2 separate regions of the Arachis hypogaea genome follow, and region 2 is linked to region 1. Evidence: chromatin contacts called from public Hi-C data. All regions are on one chromosome and are shown on one strand. Each heading gives the region's core, a stretch centred on a gene start, on an enhancer-like site or on the middle of the called end of the contact. The rest is flanking DNA. Distances are from core to core; before and after follow the strand shown.

Region 1 (4,537 bases), core at 981-3,480:
CTTGTTTTCAACCAATTCATACTCAGGAAACTAATGACTATATCTCTCAAGTAATTATCGTCTTCGATGGATCCCATAAATCTATACAACAAGTTCGATTTGTTAAGACCCGTCGTTGTCATCGTCATCTCCCTCCTCCTCTGCCCTATTATTTCTATGGCCACATTGTCCACCACTCCAATCGCTTCCTTCATTTTCTTCTCTGAATTAATGTTCAGTAATCGCTTCAGTTTCCATATGAGCGGTGACGGTGACATTGCTTGCTATACTAATAGCTTGGATGCAAGGTTGAAACTGTCTACCAGCTTGGACCCAAAAAGAGAAGGAATGAAGCACTTGAGGTCCATTCCAAATGAGAATTTACATATGATGTTGAAGGAGAATCTTCTCGTGATGTCCTAGTGTCCAACAATCCATATTGCTTGGCAGATAATGGAAAAAGACGTGCCCTTAGGGTAGTTGTAGAACTTGATCTTGAGGATGTGGTGGACGTTGTCGGGGTTGAAAGTGATGTTATCGAGGATGTGGAGGTGTATACTTTTGGTGGGCGAAGTGAGGAGGAGGTGGGTAACTAGTCACAGATATTTGAAAAGTGTGTGGTTCATGACATGTTGAGGTAGGTGTGACATGCGTGGCAGTTACACCATGACTTGATTTTGGAGCTGAAGAGGAGAAAGGAGAAGATGGAGAAGAAGACTATGAAGGTGAAGAAGGAAAGTATGAATGTTAAGGTTATACGAGATATTATGAAAATTGGGAGAGAACAGTGTCATTTACGAACAGAGGGAGCCAAGGATCATTTTATCATTTGTTAGAGTTGTTAGGAACCATTTTGTCCTCTGTTAGAATTGTCAATGACTATTTTGACCTCCATTAAAGTTGACGGAACAAATGATCTAAGTGTCTGACAGAATTAATTATTAAGGACTAATCAAGTAATTAATTTTAGTTATACTCATATTATGCACCTTAGATTGGGTTTGATTCCTTTTGGAATCAAAATGGGAATTTTCTTTTAGTGAAAAAGAATTGAGTGAAGAGTGAAGATTCTCACTGTATTAATAAAGAACATGTGTAATTTTTTTTTCTTGTTACTCATAATAAAAAGAATTATTTTTACTATTCACTCAAAAATACTCTTCACCATAGTATTATCTAATCTAAATTAGTATATTTTTATTGATTTTCATTTTGAATTGGATTTGATAAGTGATTTTGTGTGTTTGGATTAACTTTTATAAACAAATGTTAGTATGAAGGTTTTTTTTTTTTGCAAATTAATTTTGATTAAAATTATATATCAGTGCCAATGTAGTAGTGATCTGTGTTAGGAAATTTTTTGTTAAACGTGATTTTGAAAGAATAATATTTTTGGATATTTCTATTTAATTTAAATATTAAAGATATTTTAAAAGTTTAATAAATTTTTGAAAAAAGAACTTTATGCTAATAATAATAAAAACATACAATATTTTAGCAGAGTAACTATTAGTGTCGGTCACTTTGAAATGTTTTTCATAATGTTTGAAATTTTCAATTAATAATTATACTATTAATCTATAAAAGTATTGAAACTTATTCTGTCTCTTTCCATCAATTAAAGAATGTTTAAAAAATTATCTTTATACTACACTTGATTTTATACTTCAATTGTGTATTCAATTAAGTTGACAGGAAAAATGTCTAACAGCGTAACATAAAAATCATACGGGACTGAATTCATGAAAATCAAAAGCATGCAACTCTCAAAGTCAAGGAAGCACTAATCAGTTGTAAATTGTTCTAGAAAAACTCATGAAATAGGGACGAGATTTAACAAATAAAGAAAGCGAAAACCCAGAATCGTAAAGGGAAATGGGGGACGAGGAAGATCAATGAACGAACATAAAATCATATGGGGAAAAAAAATAAAGAAAATAAACAATGAAGGTTAAGAGGGTACCAGAAAACAGTGTAGGCATAGAAATCAACGTCCAAGCACATGAAGAGAAGGGAAGCAGAGGAAAAGACGGTTTGCCCCAAACGGAGTGCGAAGCTGGCGCTTGTGCCAAACGCTCCTGGAACTTCCTCCATTCCAAATTTTCCAAACATGCCCTTAATCTCTCTCTCTCTCTCTCTCTCTCTCTCTCTCTCTCTCTCTCTCTCTCTCTCTCTCTCTCTCTCTTAATTATTAAATTTAAAAAAGAATGAATAAAAGGGAATATTGAGGGAAATGTAGAAAAGGAAAATAGTCAGGGACCGTGAGTAAGAATATGAACATGAATGTGAAGATAATGGAACAGCATATTAGTCACATGATAAATTGAATTTTGTTTTTGTAGTATTATTTGCTTTTGTTTTGTTGGCAGTTTGCAATTGACTTAGACACAACGCAGAAGAGATAAGAGTAATTTTGTGATGAAAATGAAACCGTTTAGGTAAGAGGTGTTGTGGGCCTCACATATTGCCTTGCAACTAAGAATGTGCAGAGTGATTTCGAGTACATATGTGGGTCTTAACTCTTAACTCTTACTTATTGAGAAAATGTACGACTAATATTAACAAAAGTTAAGCGTGGTACTTCATATTCAATCCATAATTACAAGTATTAACAAAAATTGTATTTAAACAACGTATTTGACCAACTCCCTTGAACAACTCTCCACATAGCAAGTTCGAGTTCAGAGCTAGCAACAACTAGGTTGAGAATGAAGCAGTTGTAGTCGAGTTGATACTTACTAAAGAGACAAGAGAAGAGTATGCCAGCCATATAGAAATCCACTCAAACTCGCAAATTAGAGTGACTTGTGTGCTACGTGAATCTATTGTAATAATATTGTACTGGCATGACCAAGTACAATCTCATACAAGATCTACACAACCTATGCATTACTATTGCAGGTACCTCCACCATTGATTTGTTACATCACCACCGATTACAAGTTCAGCATCCTCCTCCTTCACATGGCCCAATCACACAATCACACGGACGAAAATAAATTTTGCTCCCCCACAGGGCCCGTGAAAACATATGTAGGATGTGCATAAGACTTAAGAGTTGCTTAACGTTTAAGGAATTTGACTAACTAAATTCTGAAAATAGCATTTCTGTAATATCAAGAATTGATAATTCATATATCATTGGTTTCCCCACACAGCCACACTTATTGCACCCGCCGGATAATCTGAACCAGTATTTTATTTGACAATAAATTTGATCTATTATCTATCTATTATTCTTAAAATCAATTATTTCTCCTCACACATTTACCATATTTTCTCCTCAATTGCAATCCCTAGGATTTGAACCCGCCTTTGAAATGGGGAGGGGGAGATATGCCATGTAAGCTAAGGCTCATTGGCAAATGTACACATACTAAGAAAGTAATAGATGAAGAAAAATATTGATCAGTATTTTCAGCCAGCAATCCAATTCCTTTAGTCCAAAGTGTCCAACAACCCAACTTAATGCATTTAGCCTACACTTTTAAATATTAACGGCTAACAACTAAACAAGAACAATAAATTGCACTGGCCATGTAACATTGCTCACAGCATCACACTTCAAAAATTTCACTTGATTCCTATTTGTGACAACTCAGAGGTATACAATTGAAAAGTCATAACAGATTAATCTGTTAATAATATTTACAACATATATAGGTGGTGATATCAATTAAAGCAGAGACATCTTGAACACACAAAAATGCACTTGAACAATAGCGGTTTAATAGTACTGCTGCTTACTTTGTAAATGTCGAGCTAATTGCCTACAAACTTCACATCAATCTGCATATAATTCCGTTTGTAAGAGCTTGCTCGTCTCTTGAGGCCCTGGTATCTACCATCGAACATGCTGATTAATCCCTCTCTGATGACTTGTAAGCAAATCAATGGGCTTGAGACAGCTAGCCCTGAGTTATCAGACTTCTATGCTCAAGGCGAGAATCGAACATCTAACAATAAAGCTGAATACACTATAAATAACATTGTACTTGCAAATTATAATTTGCTAGTTATCTTCAAAGTTTAACATACAAGTATACCCAATAAACAGTACCATTTAGTGGAGATTCTCAAAATATGGAGTACCCAAAATTGATGAATACATTAACCTTTCAGTCCAATCAAGTTCTGGGAAAAACTAACATTATTCCAGTATTTGAAAGTGAAAGGTAATCTACACAATTTAGAGATTCAATGTGTCAAATGCATGAGAATGGTGAATTATATGTGATGTATTATATTATATTTCTAGTCTGAGAACATAAAAGTAAACTAAGGTGTTATCACTGTTACTTGCACAGTTCTTGAATCATGTAGTGATAACTGATAAGCAATGGTTGGTTGCTTAAATGTAATGTGAAATATAGCAAAATAAAAAGAATTATAATTAGTTGACTTCAAAATTATAACAATTTAATCACCTTGCTGTGATTTAAAATTTTCAATTAGTCCATCTAACTATGACTACAGATAAAATAAAGTCGACTGAAAATCTTGCCACATCAGAAAACCATTCAATCAATCCAGACGGATTATGAACTAAATCTATGCA
Region 2 (4,442 bases), core at 1,308-3,807, 160 kb before region 1:
AAGCATTCCGCCAAAATCAGAATAGAGAGAGCAATAAGAAGCCTCCATAGCAAATTCCTTCCAGAACATCGAATGACAAGCAGCTTCTATCAAAGCCTGTGTGCGTAGTAAAAGCCTCCAGTAAAATAAAATTGAAAAATTAAGGAAAAAAAACCTGAGAATACAAGAATAGAAATGGAGAAGAGGATATAGCACCATCACCACATGATCACATACATTGGGATGAAGCTGATCAACAACGTTCAGCATGTCAATAATTAGCTTTTGCATTATAAATCTTCGAGCAACAGTCAAGTCTTTTACCATTTTCAATCCTGCTTTATGAGTTTTATGTGCAATAGGCTGGGGAAACTCATTGATTGATCGAACAAGCAGCGTATCAGCCCAGGAATAATTCTTTGTATGCGGGAAAAACATGACAAAATATTTCTTCCGGTCATGAGTTGGTTTTGCTCTCAAGGTTGATAATGGCCAATCAGCCCTCGCACATCGGATACCAGCTTGCCACTTTCCTCTCCACTTAAGAAGGTACAGACATAAAAAAATACAAAATTAGCACACCATGTAATTTTATTTTTCATAGTTTCTTAACAGTAAATTCCCTCTAAGTTACTCAATAAAAAAAAATGACAACATTAAAAAAACTACATCACAATAAGTAGTCATTAGTTACTTTTCTCAATGCAATCAGATCACAAGCAATCATTAGGAAACCTATCAAAAGAAGAGTAAGCAAAATTTTGCAATGGCTACAAATTAAGCACTGCCACAGATTCATATGGTTACCTTGACCCACACTGCCACAGATTCATCTCCCTTGAGCCAAGTGGGTTCGGAAAATAAGAAATCTTCTTCCTTACCATTAATTGGCGATTCACTTGCATTTGTATCCATAACAGAGACAGAAATCTCAGAGGTTAAACAAGGTTCGTTTATCTCATCATCAATACTATCACAGAAACTATCGGATTCCTTTCGGTCTTCCACTTGAGTGTCACTAGCTCCGCGGCATTGGCAATCTGAATTAGTAAGGAGTTCACAAACAGACTGCTGTCCTTTGGCTAGCCTTTCCATCCGAGGACCTTCTGTCCGGAGAAATGAACAATTTGGTAGACTAACTTCCAATTTAACTTGTTCACTATTTTCAGGGCAATTAGGTGGTTCTTGAAACATAAAAGTTGGTCTTGCACCTTCCATGATACTTTCCTGTAATCAGCAGTAGGATATAATGCACAGCGCTTGCTATGATTGATAACTTCCCATCTCACCCCTATTCAATCAATGGTAATATTAGGACAATATTGATTTAGTATACTTAGTCATTAGTATAAGATACTGAACGTAAACCTATATGTGCATGTATTGAATTTTGAGGTTTTAAACTGAATGGCATGTGTATATTGAAATCTACATTTCCTAAAAGAACAACTTCAATATACATATACAATGGTGTAAAACTTCCAAAAGCACCACCATATATGTATGTCCCTTAACAGAATAACAGATAACTGAAAATCATCTACATGCTATAAATCAGATGGCAAAAAGAAGTAACCAAGAATGAAATTATGAAATTCCATTTTAGGAATTCAATCCCAAAGATTAAAAATTGGTGGAATAAATAACACGACAAAATCAGAAAAATAACAATTAGTATATTCTGTTGGCTTCTTACTTAGTGCCTTTATGAATTGGTAGCATTGGAGCAAAATAAACCAATTCAAATAGGAATTCAACTAGGGAGCCAACCAACATCAGTTAATTTTTTTTTTTAATTCTAAATCTAAATCCTAAACCCTAAATTTTCCAAAACAAAAGTTAAAAAAATAATTTTACAACAAAAAAAGAAAGAGTTAGTTAATATTAACTATTCAAAGTTGGTTCCTGTGTTTTTTTTTTTCTGGAAATAAACCTTAGGCATATGAGTCAGATAGTGTTAATGATGGATCTCATCATACAATCATATAACATAGTGTGTTTGGAACTAGAATTGACTTGAATTCTTATCGAGAGTCATAGACACACAGAGAGGGGAAAAAACCATGAAACAGAATGTGAGCAACAGTGGTGTCCGCAGAAAACAACCGGTGGCGACGGCGACGGCGACGGCACGGCTTTGCTTGCAGGGAAGAAGTTATTAGCTGTGTAAGGGTAATTTTGGCAAATCATGTATTAATACCTAAATTCTTAAAGCCAATACAAATCATAAAGTCTGATTTTCAATTCCGCAATTGAATTTCTATAATTTTATGCGAATATGTAATTCTTTGATTTATATTGATCTTAAATTAGGGAATTAAAATGCTAGATTTTCCAACATTATGCTAAACAATTATCAGACAAGAACTAAAACAAAAGAAACATACAATAAAAGTTTATTGTAAAACCTTGGCAACGGTTTGAACTTTCATGGACAACATTGTTACGGGCAATGGTCGAACCCCAAAAAATAACTTACCCAAGGTAACATCGTATTTCCCCGTTATCGGGAAAAAAAAAGGGACCAGTTATCATTGGGATTTTTTTTTTTAATTTAAATTAAATAACTATATAATTTACCGATATACATAAATAATAATGCTCTATATCCATGTAAAAAAGATATCCAAGTTATCCAAGCATATTAAGCTAGACGCGCCTCCAACACCCCCAACTTGTTTGTGATACACGCGCTGCATATAATGTAAACCTTCTTTACTGCAACCTAAATCTTTGTTTAACGTAAATCTTCTGCTACAACCTAAACATTCTGCTCTCTTAGTTCTTCTATGCTCGCGTTCTTTTTTATTGATCTACATTGCCTTCAACGTAATAAATTTCGTCGTTCTTCTCTGGTCGCGCTCATCTTCTTCGTTTTCTTCTTTCGATTTGCTTACGTTGCATTTATCTTCTTCCTATTCTTCTTCGTTTTCTTCTTCAATCTGCACTTCTCAATCGAAACAATGAATGATTCAACTTTAAATCAGTTGAATGAGAGCGATTTGGATTACTCTTCTGAAATGAATCAAGGGGACGAGGTTTTGAATATTCAGTTTTGAATCGAATTGAATGGAATGCAATTGCTAATTTGAGTTGAATGGATGCAGGTGTTCTGAATTGAATTGAATTGATAATCTCTAAATTGTAGACACATGTGTTTTGAATTTGATTTTATATAATGGATAATGTTCCATTCATTTAGTACTATACAATTGTTTCATCATAATAATGTGTTCGGTTTATTCTGCAGAAAGCTGTTTGAATTTGATTTTATATAATGGATAATATTTTATTCATTTTAGTTGTATACAATGGTTTCACCATAATAACATGTTTGGTTCATTCTGCAGACCAGGTGTGTTGTGGATGACCAATTTGTCCCAAAGGTCGGGATGATTCTCAAGACACTAGAAGAAGTCGGAAAGTTCTACAAAAATTATTCCAAACTTGTCGGTTTTTCTACCAAAATAAGAAACACAATCCGAAAGGGAGACGAGATTAAGAATCAACTAATCGTATGCAGCAGAGAGGGGAGGTAGAAATCCAAGATATCTCCTACTCTGAAGACAAATCCCTCAGCCGGCATAAACTGTCTAGCCAGGATCTACGTACACATATTGAAGGACGTCGGTCTTTGGACAATTTCCAAAGTTGTTCTGAATCACTCACATTCCTGCTGTCCAGACCGGGCAGAGATGCTCAAACAACACAGGGAGCTAAGCATGTTTGTACGTCGCACCATCGAAACCAACGAGGAAGCCAGAATCAGACCGAGCAAAACTTACCAATTATTCGTAGCAGAAGCCGGCAGTCACTGGAAACTAAGTTTTATATAAAAAGACGTGAGAAATTACATCACAAGGGAAGTATGGAATGTTTCCGAACAAGATGATGCCAAAGAATTCGGGAAGTACCTACTAAGAATAAAAGAGAAGAACCAAAATTTCTTTTTTGAGCTCAACCTCGAAGGCGATCACTCCATTAAAACGGCATTCTGGGCCGACGCAAGAAGCAGGGCTGCATGCGAGTATTTCGGAGATGTGGTTTCATTCGACACCACCTACAACACAAACAGGTATTCAATTCACTCAAATTAAGTCTTTACGTTCACCAAATCCACACATTTCGGTTCATCACTTTGTGAGAGTGTCCATTTACGCAAGTACAATCTGGTTTTTGGTTCTTTTGTGGGCGTGGATCACCACGGTCAGTCGACACTTCTCGGACGCCCTGATGAAAAACGAGGACATCCAATCATTCAAATGGCTATTCGAGTGTTGGCTCTGTTACATGGGAGAGAAGGCACCACAAGGCATTCTCACCGACCAATGTGCATCGATGTAAAGAGCCATCGAGACATGCATGCCAACAACAATTGGCCAGTGGTGCATCTGGCACATCATGAAGAAGATCCCAAACAAACTAAATGGCTACAAGCGACACAAAGAAATCGAACAAAAGAT

What was found. A called contact is a pair of places that touch in the nucleus more often than the background predicts.
Region 2: a contact with region 1 is called in a Hi-C map of leaf, with 2.2 times the contacts expected there. The contact joins the promoter of LOC112720375 here to the promoter of LOC112720370 in region 1. A contact is called at or near these places in 2 of 8 Hi-C or Micro-C datasets (both in leaf).

Annotation. Positions count from the first base shown.
Region 1 is chr11:15,123,899-15,128,435 of arahy.Tifrunner.gnm2.J5K5, reverse strand. It overlaps LOC112720370 (CASP-like protein ARALYDRAFT_485429), which reads right to left and starts at 2,230. Exons shown (of 3, transcript XM_025771292.3): 1 at 1,943-2,230. The coding sequence starts at 2,091.
Region 2 is chr11:15,287,831-15,292,272 of arahy.Tifrunner.gnm2.J5K5, reverse strand. LOC112720375 (histone-lysine N-methyltransferase SUVR5) reads right to left here and starts at 2,557. Exons shown (of 12, transcript XR_011867338.1): 1 at 2,388-2,557; 2 at 787-1,270; 3 at 217-519; 4 at 1-96.